Linked DNA regions of Oryctolagus cuniculus: region 2 is linked to region 1. A link is a contact called in public Micro-C data. All regions are on one chromosome and are shown on one strand. The core of a region is the stretch at or near the end of the contact, and the rest is flanking DNA. Distances in the headings are between cores, read along the strand shown. Region 1 overlaps FHIP1A (FHF complex subunit HOOK interacting protein 1A). Region 2 holds the start of FHIP1A (FHF complex subunit HOOK interacting protein 1A).

Evidence for each region. Hi-C and Micro-C count contacts between places; a contact is called where the count stands out from the background.
Region 2: a contact with region 1 is called in a Micro-C map of ear pinna, with 5 times the contacts expected there. The contact joins the promoter of FHIP1A here to the enhancer-like site in region 1. A contact is called at or near these places in 2 of 6 Hi-C or Micro-C datasets (ear pinna and psoas muscle).

The regions. Positions count from the first base shown.
Region 1 is chr8:12,999,481-13,004,437 of mOryCun1.1, forward strand. It overlaps FHIP1A (FHF complex subunit HOOK interacting protein 1A), which reads right to left. Exons shown (of 12, transcript XM_051819359.2): 5 at 1-324. Among named protein-coding and RNA genes, the nearest start is that of GATB, 200 kb to the left of the region's middle. Within about 2 kb of position 2,666, at least 2 of the 8 cell types and tissues checked have an H3K27ac peak or open chromatin away from gene starts, as enhancers often do. A contact at or near this core is called in ear pinna, where this site is marked.
Region 2 is chr8:13,198,887-13,203,650 of mOryCun1.1, forward strand. It overlaps FHIP1A (FHF complex subunit HOOK interacting protein 1A), which reads right to left and starts at 3,417. Exons shown (of 12, transcript XM_051819359.2): 1 at 3,278-3,417.

The DNA of each region.
Region 1 (4,957 bases), core at 1,416-3,915:
CAGGGGCTTCAGAATGGGCTTGTGGTGCAGCAGAGGCTGGTGTGACTGAGTGACCAACATCTCATACATCTTCAGCTGCTCAATTTTAGTCTCGTCAGTAAATTCCCGTCTCAAGCTCCAAAGGAAGAGCTTCTCCATGATGTTCTCAGAGACCACAAATTCCAGAATTGGCCCCATTGCAGCATCCTTGGCTTGCTCTTCAATTAGCAGGAAGAGCATATGTTCTACATAATTCTGCACAGCACTGGCCTCATCTGGAGGGATGGACCCATATTTTGCCTGGGTGTTCTTCAAGGGGTCGTGCTTCTCTAAGATTTTTACAACCTGAAACCAAACAAAACATTTGTCATCTCTCTGATGCTTATCATAATTACAAAAGCACAACACTAATTCTTACCAAATCTTCACTAGAAATGAAGAAGCCACTACCCACAAGATACATATGAGCCTTGTCTCTCTCCTCTCATGAGAGTAAAATGAAGGTGTTAAACAACAGAAAGAAGTGATTAGAAGATATTCATTGGGGCAGGCGCTGTGGCTTAGCCGGTAAAGCCACTACCTGCAGTGCCGGCATCCCATATGGGAACCAATTCGAGACCTGGCTGCTCCACTTCTGATCTAGCTCTCTGCTATGGCCTGGGAAAGCAGTAGAAGATGGCCCAAGTCCTTGGGCCCCTGTACCCGCGTGGGAGACCTGGAAGAAGCTCCTGGCTCCTGGCTGCGGATCAGTGTAGCTCCAGCCATTGTGGTCGTTTGGGGAGTGAACCAGCAGATGAAAGACCCTTCTCTCTGCCTCTCCTTCTCTCTCTGTGTAACTCTGACTTTCAAATAAATAAACAAATCTTTCAAAAGAAAAGAAGATATTCATTTAAAATTATTACAAGAATTTGGATGCTTGGTACAGCAGGTAAGATGTCACTTAGGATGCCTGCATTCCATATCAGAATGCTGAGGATCAATTCCCAGCTTTGATCCCAATTCCAGCTTCCTACTAATGCACACCCTGGGAGGCAGAAGTGATGGTTCAAGCAGCCAAGTCCTTGCTGCCCATGTGAGAGGCCCAGATTGAACTCCAGATTCCTGGCTTTGGCCTGGCCCTCCACTGGCTACTGCAGGTATTTAAGGAGTAAACCAGTGGATAAGAGATTTCTCTCTCTCTCATTCTCTGTTCCCTTCTCAAATAAATGAACTAAATAATTTAAAATAGCTTAATATTTTGCCAGCCTACATAACAAAGAAAATAGTATGGTTCTATGAATTAAGACACATGCATTCCTTGGACTCTTATTACAAAGACTGCTGAGCAAAAGGAAAAACTGTAAGTGGTATATTAGATGAAAAAGTAAGCTACCTGTATTTGTTAGATCCATAATTATCAACTATGTCAAAGACATATATATGAAAACAGTGAAAAGAAATATGCAAAAATGACATTTTATATTCAAAATGACAAGTTCTTAAATCTTTTCTAAACTGTCAATAATATAATATTTCTCTTAAAATGCTAAATTACGTTAAATAAGTAAAAGGAAACCTAACTTTCCATACTCTCCTACAAATAGAGTTGTTTTGGAGATTTTAGTAGAATTAACACAGTAACTTATATATATATATATATATATATATATATATATATATATATATATTAAAGATTTGTTTATTCGAATGGCAGAGAGAAAGAGACCCTCCATTTGCTGGTTCACTCCCCAAATGCCCACAACATCCAAGGCTGGGCAAGACCAAGCCCAGGAGCCCAGAACTCCATCTAGGTCTCCCACATGGGTGGCAGGAATCCAAGAACACAGGCCATCATCTATCTGCTGTCTTCTTGGGTGCATTAGCAGGAAGCTGGATCAGAAGCAGAAGATATGGGTCTCACTCAGGCACACTGATATGCAATACCAGCATTTGACATTTGAAGTGGCAGCTTGATCCACTGGGCCACAACACCCCAAACCTACTGGTACGTCTCTGACCACATGATATCCTTCCCTCCTCTACTAAGATGTGGGTCCTCTTCAATCATGCATGCAGCAGTAACAAGGAAGCTGATGAGAAAGAGATCTGTAGGTAGCATAATCAACCCTAAAATAGGGAATGTGCTAAAACTACAAAATTAAAGATTTGAATCCTGCATCTTTTTAAACTGAAAAATTCTACAAGAATCTATTACAAAATAAATCCTAAAAGTGTAAGTTTGGGAATAGCGGTAATGACTGTGAATGTAATAAATGCCACTGAATTATACATTTAAAATAATTAAGGTGGCACATTTTTAATATGAACTACACACACAAATCAATTAACCATAATAAATAAATAAATCTCTCAATCAAGTCCTTGGTCTGTGTCTGTCCCTTACCATTGCTGGCATTTGATTGCTTCCTACCCCTTTCTGTTTACTAATAGTTATTTCTACTTTGGAACCTGGACATTAAAACAATCTTATATCTCAATTTCTATTTAACTTTATGACTTGGAATTTCCACAATACCCATAATTTATTCCCTTTAAAATGTATACACATGATAATTTTTTAAACAACAAAATGTTTTACTGATGGTTTTATCTTTGTTACTTTTTGCCTTTCTGAACTGTATGGAAAGTCTGTCTTTTGCAGTACTCTCCCAGCCCAGTTCTAAGATGTGCCAAAGCATGTTCTGTATTTAGGTCACAAGATTTCTGCGAAGTCACTGGGGAAGCTGGAAAATGTTCAGTGCTATGTCAGCAGGCATGAGCAATGAAGAAAACTTACTTCTCAGGGAGAGATCTATGTTTCTCTCCTGCCAGAAGCAGGGGAAAGGAATCTTTATAGACTGGGCAGCTACATCCTGAGAGAATGAATGCATTTCTGTAGAATCTATAATCTCTATCAACTTCCATTATAAAGTCAATAATGTTGTGTCACCTCCACACCCTTGAGTTGACATTTTCAATGAGGAAAGCCTCCCATCAGCAGTTACCAGGATGTACAGGGACCACTGCTGGCTACACTGGAGCCACTGGACTTCTCTTCTGCTGCATGCCTGCCTCCAGGGTATGCAGACGACCCCACCACTGACCCCACCACCTCCAAGGAGGAGCCCTCCAGAACCCCTCACAGGTTGATGACCTCACCAGTGGCAGAAACCCAGGACCTACTGTGCTCACTTCCCTCTACTCTGGGCCTAGAGAGCATCTCATACGGTGCAATCAGTACCACACTGGTCCTAGAGAGGCCTCTGCCTCAACACCACACACTCTCCAGCCCTTAAAATCCCTCAATTCAAGGCTCTACATTCTGAAGAACAAATTTGCTACCCACTTTATCAGTTCTGTAATTTCAAAGTCCACATACTGAGTTTACTTATGACAGCTATCTTTACAGCTAAGCCTCTGGGTAAAAATGTAATTACACTTCTCATGTGTGCTCAGACTGTCTAAACTGTCTAAAACTGGGACTGTGCCTTACACATTGACAGTAGTGTAGGAAATTAGCTCAATCTTTTTGTAAGACAATCTGGCAATATGTAACAGAAATTACAAAATTGTCCCTGCCCTTTGAATTATTAATCTGACTTTGGGGAAAATGTCCCAGGAAACAACTCAAAAATTTGTTTAAAAATGTTCACACCAATGATATTTTCCAATAATGAAAAATAAAAATAGTATCAACCTTGTTATGAGTAAAATAATAATTAAAATGTTATATCAACATATAATATAACTATGGAAAATAAACACTAAATGAATTATATAATTGCATGCAAATATATACATGAAATAATGTAAGTTGAAAACACATATACTAAAGCAGGCATTGAATCTATAAGTTGAGATGTCCATATCCCTTGCTGGAATTCCTGGGTTCGATTCCAGCTCTTGACTCTAGCTTCCCACCAATCCAGATCCTGGGAGGCAGCAGTGATGGCTCATGTCTGTCACCCACATGGAAGACCTGGATTGCATTCCTGGGTCCTGGCTCTGGCTCCAGCCCAGCCCCTGCCACTTCAGGCATTTCGGGAATGAACCAGTAGATGGTAGCATGTGCTCTCGTTCTCTCTCTTGCTATCTTTTTCTCTCTGCCTCTCTAACAAAAATAATTTTCTTAAAAGGTAAATGTATACATGCTTAGAAGTGAGTCTGAAGAAATATAAATGATATTTTAAAGTTAATTCATTATTTCCTATAAATTGACCAAATTTTCTAAGAAAAATAAAAGAATAATTTTGTAATAATACCAAATGAAAGGACCCACTCATTTAAAAGCAGTAATTGGAAATCTCTTAAATCTCAGAAACTCCTAAATATATACATATAAATACACATATATTTATGCAATATACACATGCAAATATTACATATCTAAATGTATATAACATACAGCAAAACTCTACATGATCACAAATTATATTTTTCTCATGAATTAATCTTAATTTATATTACTCTTTCCAGTGCATTCCTTTACAAACAGATCTACTTTTTGTGCTGTAATTAAACCTTAAAAACAGAACCAAGATTTTCATACAGAATGCAAACTACTTAAACAGCTTTTAAAGTGAAGCACCTTTACCCTGCTCCTTTACACTGCCTTCTGGGTTAATGGGCAGAGAAACAATTAACCGTCAGCTATAGAAGGTCTGTTGATCTTCTGGAACGGAACAGAGTAAGACCACTTTCAGCATTTCCAGCCTTGGCCCGGTGTTTTACTGCCTGGAAGACGGGTGTGTTAAAACCAAGGCTTCTGAGTCATGGAATACACAATGCTCCGCAAGGTGCTGACTTGCCTGTATTGCCACACATCTTTAACCTCTCTTCTTGGGTGTCAGGCCCTCCCAGACTACCTCCTTTTCCCTTGCAGGAGGATACACCCAGGGTGTAGCTTTTACAAGTAGGCTGTGGGGCCCACACCCTGGGATTGGTTCCCACCCTGGGAGGGAATTCTTAAGAAGCTTCTTGGCTAGAACACAACTTTTTT
Region 2 (4,764 bases), core at 2,167-4,666, 200 kb after region 1:
CACGCACGTGCGTGCACATACACACACATACACAGTCCTATTGTCCTGTCCCCACATGAGCTCACATTTTGGTTAATAATATTCCATTTCACATCCAACCACTTCACAAAATATAATAAGGAAAAAATTAAAAGCATTGTCTGAGTCTACCATATACAGGATCAAAGTATGCCCATGAAAGTCCCTTATTATCTCTAAATCTCATCTCTTTTCCTCCTACGTAGTCAAGCACCCATTGCAAAATACAAGAATCACAAATCACAAATGTGGCACCTGCAGAAGCACTTCGTTCATCGTAAAACACTATAGAAATGTCCACATCAGTCATGCCCTTACTAAAAGATCCCTATAAGAGAAGTCCCAGTATTTTGGTCACTCTCGAATGTTTCCCTAACTGGGCTAAAAACTAAGTTGGAACTTGCTGAGAATTAAGAATATGTAAACTGTATTTCAAGGCTAGAATCTGAGGGTCTACATCTTCAGTGGGCCTATGAGACAAATGTACACACAATAAATGTCAAGTGTCTACGCAAGGACCAGAGAAAACAATTTGGTTTTATATTTTCAGGGAGAGGGGAAGTTCTATATCAAATTGTATTTTTAAAAAGCATAATTTCACCTCTTAGAGGAGTTTCTTCCAATATTTACCTCCATATTTTAATATTTTTATGCATTTATTTGAGAGGTAAAGTTAGAGAGAGAGAGAGAGGTCTTCCATCCACTGGCCGATCCGAAGCCAGGATCCAGGAGCTTCTTCCAGGTCTCCCATGTGGGTGCACAAGCCCAAGTGCTTGGGCCATCTTCTACTGCTTTCCCAAGCCACAGCAGAGAGCTGGACTGGAAGTGGAGCAGCCGGAACCAGAACTGGCACCCATATGGGATACCAGTGCCACAGGCAGAGAATTAACCTACAGCACCACAGCACTGGCCCCTACCTCCATATTTCTATAACACGTTTGTAAACCTGCTTCTTGATTTGTAGACATTTTCTACCAATGTCTTATTCTAGAAAAAAATTTTGCAGGGTCAGGCATTTGGCACAGCGATTAAGACACAACTTGGGACACTTCATCCCATATCAGAGTACCTGGATTCAGTCCCAGCTCCACTTCCTATTCCAGCTTCCTGCTAATTCACACCTGAGAGGCAGCAGGTGATGACTCAAGGACTTGCCAAGCACGTGGGAGACCAGGTTGAGTTCCAGGTTTCTGGCTTTGACCTGACCAAGCCCTGCAGTTGTAATCACATGAGGAATGAACCAGAAGATGGAAAATATATTTTCTTTCTCTCTCCCCTTCCAAAGAAATAAAAATTTAAAAAGAAAGAGCCTTGCAGAGAACGTGCTGTGAAGTACATACACTTGGGAAGCAGAGTACAGAACTGTCTAGCACTACTCTGACTCTATAGATAGAGAGAACATTCATTTTTAGTGCTCACAGGCCTCTAGCAGAAGTGGTACAACTTAGTATCTTTACGTTAGGGGCAAGGAAGCTAGCTGGGAAGTTGGACCTAAATTATTACATCACTCTAACTCATTCTCTGGATCTACTTTTTTTTTTTATTTATTTATTTATATATATATTTTGACAGGCAGAGTGGACAGTGAGAGAGAGAGAGAGACAGAGAGAAAGGTCTTCCTTTCCCGTTGGTTCACCCTCCAATGGCCGCTGCGGCCAGCGCACCGCGCTGATCGGAAGCCAGGAGCCAGGTGCTTCTCCTGGTCTCTCATGGGGTGCAGGGCCCAAGTACTTGGGCCATCCTCCACTGCACTCCCGGGCCACAGCAGAGAGCTTGGATCTACTTTAGAGATGCACAGTTTCTCTTGCGTTTTCCATTCAGCCATACTGTTTAATCCCACTCCTAAAAGCCATAGGACAAATAACAAATGGGACCCCAAACTTAATTTATTTCAACACAGGCATGGACACAATTCTTATGAGCTTTGTGGAAAGAGATTGATTAGAGCTACAAAAAATCAGCCCTTAATTGTCTGAAAAGTTATCCAACGCCAAGGAGTATGCTCTATTAATCAGTAAATTTATGGACTGAATTTTCCGCTCAATTTGTGTCTAAAGAACACCGAAGTTCTACAAACAGCAGCTTCAGAAAACCCAGTGCAGTCCAACATCAGGTGCACAAGTGAACTTGAGGTCAGGCAGGTGACCCTGACATGCAAGCACGGTACATTAAGAGAGGAAATCTTTTCTCTCGTTAACCAACAGGATAAAGGTGATTAAGCAGGAATTATTTTTCAGTGACCTATATAATTTCATCAGGGCTGCTGTGCCTATTAGCAGGGAGCAGCTGACCTCTTAATGAGATGAATTTGATAGCAGAGCCTTTCCAGAGAAGCAAAGGGCGCCGGCACAGCCTACATGGAAGCAACAATTGGCAGGAGGTTCACACTCCTCTCCTGAACGCAGTCTCTTCCCCTCAGTATTGGGCTCTTTTCCTCTAGGGGAAGATTTTTCCCCGCCCTAGCATTCCTGGGGCTGCAGCACCTGCTGACCGATAGCAGCAGGACCTGTTAGGAACTGATGGGTCCAGGAGGCTGGAACAGAACTGGGCTAATTCACCAGACCTGCTCACGTGATTCCCAAAGTTCCAGACTGACAAGGCTACCGCCCCAACCAACACCTCTCTCTGGCCCGGCTGGAAATAAGACAGCAAATAGTTCTGCTCACTGGCAGAGCGGGGACTGACAAGGGAGCGTTGCTGGTGCCAGGGAAAACACGGATAAACACCCACTATCAATCAATCAACCACCACAACCTGAACGCAGTTTCATCAGAGAATTCAGGAAACTGAGCAACCGCCACCCTAGTCCTCACGGCAGGAAAGTGCCACAAACCTCCGAGCCGCACCGCCAGGAGGTCTGGAGAGGAAAACCGAGCTCCTGATCTCTACGCCTTCGCCCGTTCCTCCCGCGGGACCCAGGCTCTCTGGCCCCAGGGACCGAGAAAAGGGGTGGAGAGCCCTGATGCCATCTTCCTCGGGCAAAAACAAGCCGTCCCCCTCTCCACCAGGGTCAGACACCGAGTACCGTCCCGTCCCGGAGCCCGCAGCCCGCAGCCCTGGAAGCCACCTCCGCGCTGCCGCGCCCCGGCCCGACGCGGCGACTCCCAGCGGGACGATTCCCGGCCAGCGCCTACTCCAGTACCTGTTCCTGCGGCCCAAGCCGGGTATCCAGCAGGGAGAGAAACTGGGGTTCTCCCTGCCCCTCCGACCCTAAACAATTCCTCTTCAAACGCAAAGCTCGGGTCAGCTCGCCACGTACCTGTGAGCGTCGCGGCTCCTCCTCACCGCGCTGTGTGGAACTCGCCGGGCCAGCGGCTCCGAACAGCCCAGAAAGTTTATGTCACAGCCCCGGGGGGCGCGGGCCCCCAGAGCCGCCACCCACGCCAAGGCGCGGCGAGGAAGGCAGAGCCGGCTCCTCACCCCGTCCGGAACAGCGTGTTCCGCGCCCCGGCTGGACGCCGCTCACAGGTCTCGGCCCAGGTCCTCCGGGCCGGGCTCAAACTCCACAGGAGTACCGCGAAGAAAAAGGTCGGAGCGCAACTTTCCGACGGTGCGTCAGCGGCCGCCGGAGCCGTGCGAGTACCGGGCTCGCCCCCGCCCCTCTGCGCCCTCGGGAGCGCGGGCGGGGCGAGAGCCGGGGCGGGGCGGGGCCCAACCTGCCGGGCGGGCCCCGGGGAGCGCGCCGCCGGCCCCGCCCAGGCCCCGCCCAGGCCCCGTCCCTGCCCTGGCTTCCAGGTGCGCCCGGGAAACTGGCCGCGCCAGGCGCCTGCTCCGCGCTGGTTTCCAAGGTGAAGGGGGAGGAGCCTCGGAGAGAAAGTTTCCACAGAAACTTAAAACTGGGGCGCCCTGGAGGACGCAGCGCCCTTGGGGGCTAGCCTTTCGCCGGGACGTCACCTCCTCACACAACACCGCCCGACAAAAAACTAGAAACGTGTCTGGCCCTGCCCGGCCCGAAGGCCCCTTCTGCCCCCGCCTGGGCCGTTTTTGGAGCTCTCACTTCCCCCCGGCTCCCCGACGCACTCCCGGGTCTCCCCCATACGCCTTTCTTTTCCCTCCGGAGGTCTGGATTTGAAAAATGGTAACGCAGACCCAATACAGCTGAGGCCAGTGATGAACACGTTCGCCTGTTCTGCTGGCAAACTCCCTGAAGCGGGCAGGGGGAAATCGGCCTCAGCAGACGTTAATAATGGGAGCTGCCAGGTGTTGTGCGCTGCTTTTTAGGGGTAATCTGGAGGTCCCCAGAGTAGTTCGTGGGTTTGAGGAGTGTGTGTCACGTATTCACTGACAATTCCCTCCCGCCCCATTCACACCCCAAAATACTTGAGAACGCTTCGGTTTGCGCGGTTCCACAACGCAGAGGAAATTTGCCCAACTCCTGGCTCGCGGAGGGTGGGAGGGCTCCGTGTCCCCGCCACCCTGCGCGGGAAGGGTGGCCTTTGGCCCTGCCGGGTACCTCAGAACCCTTCCTGGAGCCCAGCCCTCCGAGCCGGGTGCCAAGCAGGCAGCGCCACCTCCTCTCCCACGCCCCTTACGTACTGGGGCGGCAAAGTCAAGGCTCTGCTTTCTGGACTTTAAGTCCCGGAGGAGAAATCAGAAACTGTTGGTTAGAAGTTCTGGGCATTTTCATGGCCCTGTGGTTGGTGTGGCTGAAACTTGAGGTGAACCTTAATCCCAGGGGGTGGGGCTGTGGCCCAGTTAGTGAAGGAGGATGTGTGGGGTTTCCACACAACAACGTCCCCTCTCGGG